Linked DNA regions of Drosophila melanogaster: region 2 is linked to region 1. A link is a contact called in public Hi-C data. All regions are on one chromosome and are shown on one strand. Each heading gives the region's core, a stretch centred on a gene start, on an enhancer-like site or on the middle of the called end of the contact. The rest is flanking DNA. Distances are from core to core; before and after follow the strand shown. Region 1 overlaps CadN (Cadherin-N). Region 2 overlaps Pde11 (Phosphodiesterase 11).

What was found. A called contact is a pair of places that touch in the nucleus more often than the background predicts.
Region 2: a contact with region 1 is called in a Hi-C map of the Kc167 cell line, with 8 times the contacts expected there. The contact joins two enhancer-like sites. A contact is called at or near these places in 23 of 107 Hi-C or Micro-C datasets (the Kc167 cell line, the OSC cell line, the S2 cell line and 7 more) and 1 of 6 datasets of contacts at active chromatin or transcription factors (the Kc167 cell line).

Annotation. Positions count from the first base shown.
Region 1 is chr2L:17,714,654-17,717,404 of dm6, forward strand. The region is part of intron 9 of CadN (Cadherin-N); the gene reads right to left. Among named protein-coding and RNA genes, the nearest start is that of CG43231, 11 kb to the left of the region's middle. Within about 2 kb of position 1,373, at least 35 of the 39 cell types and tissues checked have an H3K27ac peak or open chromatin away from gene starts, as enhancers often do. A contact at or near this core is called in the Kc167 cell line, the S2 cell line and eye imaginal disc, where this site is marked.
Region 2 is chr2L:18,574,958-18,577,708 of dm6, forward strand. All of the region lies in intron 2 of Pde11 (Phosphodiesterase 11), which reads right to left. Among named protein-coding and RNA genes, the nearest start is that of Pde11, 14 kb to the right of the region's middle. Within about 2 kb of position 1,409, at least 23 of the 39 cell types and tissues checked have an H3K27ac peak or open chromatin away from gene starts, as enhancers often do. A contact at or near this core is called in the Kc167 cell line, the S2 cell line and eye imaginal disc, where this site is marked.

The DNA.
Region 1 (2,751 bases), core at 123-2,622:
ATAGTTGGAACCTTTTATGTAAAGAAGTTCTAAAAATGATGTAGTTATAATAGTAGATTTTTGGTTAAAACTCAAAAATAAATTGTAAACCAACACCGCAATTAAATAAGTTATAAATTAATCGAAAAACGGGAAAGGAAAACATTTTAAGATTACGGTCTTTATAAAAAGTATTTCAAATGCAGTGCAGAATATTTTGTAAAGTCTCGACCCTAGCCTTCGAAAAAAAATGTTTAATTATTTAAATAAATATTTATAGCTTTAAAATGAAAATGTCAACTAAATATTTAATATAAGAAACTGATATTGGGTTTTGTGCATTTAATAAGTACAATTTTCATAGCATACTTTACACAGTTTGCTGCGGTTTTTATTCTTTTCGCTTTCGACTATTGCTTTTTAACATTTTTGAACACTTTGTGTAGTTACCTTGCTCCACTAGCTTACGACTAAACTGCAACCTTGTTTTGCTTATGATATATGGCGCATGTCTAAGCAGGGTATTTTCCAAATGAAAACCAACACCAAAAATTTCATTACGATTCTCACAATTCCAGGCATTAATTCATGTAGGGGTTTTGAGTCTTTTTAGGGAAATCACAGATCCAATGGGTGATGTGTTTTGTTTAGTATATAGAGAAAGAAATAAGACTCGGCAAAATCCAAAAAGATTCTGAGGAGCAACCATATTTAAAAAACGAATTGCTCGATTCAAAATCAAATACACACCAGCAACAAAAGATTGAAGGATTTTGAATTTTTGCACTTCCATTTTCGATTCGGTTTCACAGATTGGTCAGGACTTTTGGTTGCTGCATTCGGTGAGAGCTTTACGATATGCCAAAAAAAAAGGGATTTGCATTCCAAAGCTCACGTAACAGTGAATAGACCGTATGTTCAAAATACTTGAAAGCTTAATGCTAGGTTTAGGTTAGCCGATTGTTATTCCGCTGGTTCAAAAAAATGTTATCTAGACTATGTTAAAGGAGACCGACAGCTGTTAGACTCGCAAGTTAGGTTTAGTTTTAGTTTTAATGTTAGGTTGTGAGTTCTCATTGGCTATACAAACCTTGCCTTAACCGATGTTACAACCGTACCCACAGTGACATTCTCGCGTATGTGAATCGGCCCGTAAATGCTCTTATCCCAAATGGGTGGCTTATTATTCCGATCGACGACATCTAACTCAACATCGACATCGGCTGCCGAGGCGGGAGTGCCCTTATCGGAGGCACTAACCCTCAATCGATAACGGTCACGCTGTTGAATGATTTGATTGAGTGGGTGAATTTTGATTGAAGCAGTACAGAACAGTTAGGGCGAAAATGTTAGCGTCAACAGCACAACGGGAGTTAACATTGCAAGGAGTAGTCGAGAACCGAACCCAAAGTGTTAGCACTGGTTACGTTTTGGTTTGTGTACTGAGTTTACGTTACGATTACGTATTTGATGGCATCGTTGTTCAAATCGAAGGTGTTACAGAAATCTCTTAGGTTTGAAGGATCCGCCTTAACTAATGACCAATATAATCCTATTATCTGAATATATTGATGCTTGTAATTGCTTTCTACTTGTTGTGGAATAATAAATCACAATAATTTTACTGTATAATTTTAGAGAGCATTGAATGGCTTCAAAACCGAAGGATTTCTTTGGCACCTCCAACTGTTTAAATTAAATCCAATGATTTTAGAAGTATAAGAAAAATTAACACAAGATATAAATAAAATATATATGCGATTTGTAACATTTGGGATGGGAAAGGATACGTTTATAAGTAATAATAGTGTTTCAAGGATCGGTGGATCGGTTCACATAAATGGGTGGATTCTTTTGACGAGACTATTATTTGCATTATTCTGAGTTACCCTACGATGAAATGAGTCCTAAATTCACAACTATTTACATTTAATAAAATGCAACCTGTTCCTCGAGTTAGTTTCGATTTTTTATGTTAGCTTACAGTTTTGGTTTTTTAACTGCTTAAAGGGGTTAGCACAGTAACAGTAATTGCATTTACTTACTGGATAACAACCCTAAATTGTTGATATATTTTTTCAGTACCATTATATTGGATATGTAAAGATAAATTAAAATATAAACTATTAAAATGCCTAAATCGTATTCCCTCTCAAATGGTTAGTTAACAAATAAAAAGCAAATAAAAATGTAAAGTGCATTTAAAATAAGAATATAAAAGTAAATGTTTCCTATCAAAATCCTGTACAAATTAGGCCACATTTCGCATGGGCATGCAAAACTAAATGTTCTTCAAAAATCCATTTAAACATTGGTTTCAAAAATATAATAGCTATAGCATAAATACTTAAGCTTTCAGCAAGAGACGTTCAAAAAATTGCATAGTCTCGACAAAAAGTTTTTTTTATTTTGCTTTGGGATTTGTTGGGAAGATATTTGGGTATAAAATAAAGAGAGGCAATACAAAATTATGCTGTTTTGAAAGTTCAACTAAATTCAAAATATTTAATGGATAAAACCATTAAAATAGGTTCCAACGATGCTCAAAAATATTCGTGATCGTTTCGGGGTATGCGCTTTTATTATATACATTTTTCTTAAACCTATAAACCTGTCACCAAAAATAGCTGAACTGTTATAAGCATTTTCATACCAACTTCTCTCCCTTAGTTTTTTTTTTCTTGTTTTGTGTTAGTTTTGATTTGTTTCAAAAAATGTTAAAAATCAATTCGCTCTTTGGCATCTGCACTCGGTAAGCTTTTGTTTTTCGCC
Region 2 (2,751 bases), core at 159-2,658, 860 kb after region 1:
GGCGGGAAACGGTAGATCAAATAAACATGTTCGACTGAATATTTTAGGTCTTTGTTCTCCCGCCAAAAAAAAAATAAATAAAACCGAATGAATGGCGCATAGTATGGGAATCGCGAGAACCAAGTTACCCAAGCTTCCTTTCCATTTCTTAAAATCGCAAACAATTACGAAAATATATTTCTTTCCATTCACATTTACATTCGTTGACAAACAGCCGCAATAGAAAATCTCACCGCTGTCAATAACGGGCACGTTTCGCATTTTGGCCGAACAAAACTGCATTGTAATGGCGAGTGCTATCTAAGTGTTGTATCTCCACAATGGTCAAACAATTGCCTCGACAGCACACACAAGCCCACACGTAGGAAGCCGCAAATTAAAGCCAAGATAATCAAGATCGAGAAAAACAGTAAACAGTAAAAAAAAGCAAGATAAAAAACAAAATACAGACTGAGACTTTTGTGATGCAAATCTTCCACAACCAGCACGAATTATTCAATGAAGACGAAGCAGCTGCATCAGGTAAATAATCGAGACGAGGTGCTAATCGAATGCGCAACGTGCGACACGGAAAGTGGAAAGAAAATTTAACAGAGCCGCCGCCATAAACATAATGTGCGTCTCGAATCTATACAACGATTGGCCAGATGTCTCAAGAAATGTACTTTAAAAATCTCTAAAAATCGAACAGGCATGAGTATATGTTTCTGGAATAGTTTTGACAATTTCAAACTAGCAACAGTGCAGAAAAATGCATTCGTTGCTATATTAAAACTTATCTGAACCTATATTAACAATAAAACACATTACATTACATTACATTACATTAAGATATTTAAAACTATCTACTGACCAAGTCATTTACAATCATGATCCGTACTGCACCCACGGAATGAAGCGGCAAGAGTTAATGAACAAGTGAAACACTTATGAGTCGACATGAACTGGCCAGTATATTTGCTTTGGGGTCACTGTATAAGGCCTTTGGAAACCCTTTTAGCGCTACCAGGGATCATCGAACGGTGACCGAAGAGCGCGACCAGCATTGAACTGCAACTTGCAAATTTCTAAAGCAAAGAAAAGCGAGGCAAACGCTTAATTGAGCCGTATATGACGGAAATCGCTTGAGACGCAAATAAAAGTGCGACACGAGTGCAACAGAAACTGACAGCTGAACAAGTTAAAGTCATTAAAATAACTTTGCGACAAATGTGGTGGCGAGTACTTGTCAAATCGGCACGACTAAGTGGCGAATATTATGCTTTATTTTGAGGAATTTCCGTTTCAGGAAATTCGCCAGATGCCATTCCAATGTAATGCTGATTAATTCTACAACTTGTTTAGCGTAGTGCTACTATATTTGCTCACTTTGTATTAGACGAATTTCCGTTCAATTCGCATTACTCATACGCAGCGTTAACAGCACTCTACGCAATGTTAACCGTTTACGTCACTGGTTCTAATTTCACTCAATAGAGCTTTCTGTTACGATTTTAGCCGAGACATAAACCATACGTAAGAGTGAATACCGTTGACGTAAAGCTTTAAATATATGGATTCTCCAAACTATATTTTAAAAATCATTATATCGTAAAACTAAATATGTATAAGATATAAACATATAATATATATATCATATTTATTAAAATGTAAAAAAAAACATCACAATTTTTAAATGTAATAAATGAAAATCTTAGTAATAGCAATGTAAGTAATATGACAAAAAAGCCCCAACATTTAATCTAAACCATAGAAGCCACACACTTTTTATCGTGCTTACAAATTTAATGCATTTTCCAAAATTTCACGACTGCACATATTAATTTATTCTTTTTTTTATGTTTGCATTTATGTAAATCCAATATTCACGCTTTTCGAGTCCTTCACACACCCGACGAGAGTCATTCAACTTCCAGTTCTCCACCGTCAGCCTCCCAAAAATCGTGACCATAAAGCAAAAAAGAGTGACCCCGTCAAACGACCGAATAAGCTGAATACTCCGGGCCAGGATTTCCACCTGTGGCCACCGTGATGGGCACCAAAAAGAAGGAAAGTCAAAAGCCCAGATAATGGCCATAAAACGAGCAACAAAAGAGGGCCAAAGCGAATAGAATGCTGCATGTAACGATAAATACATTCCTAAATGTTTATTGTTCCATTTTGCTACTTTGTTGCCGCATCTGCTGAGAGATTCAATTTCAAATTTGTTGATCCCGCTGTTGTAAAATGCTAAATGGCCAATTATTTTGCACCTTCCACGAGGCACTTGAGATTCACTCGCTGATGCTTTTGCCAACTTCAAGGAAATTTCTTGGCCACAAAAGAACCAGCCAAGGACCAATTGAGGGGCCATTGAACCGTCGTTGAATGCCGCAACTTGTTGCAGACACTTCTCAGCCTCGTAAGCAGCCACCATTTTCCACCCGGGGCAACATCAAACGCTTTCAAGGCCGAATTGCGTCAAAAACTTTGTCAAACAACTAATTAATATGCATATTACAGGCGATGAAAGATCGGCGGGAGCAGATTTTTAATGGGTCCATAATTAACATAAATTAACAAGAAGAGGGTAAAATCAAAAATAATTTAAAGGCGGTATTTAGTAGGAAAGCATTTGTTAGCCGAATATTTGTTATTCGCTTTAAAGGACTTTCAAGTTATAATTTTGTATCCTTCGACCAATATCTAAGCACTTACTAAATATGTTTAAGGTCCTAAATACTTTCCCCATTTCTCTTCTTAATTTCATTT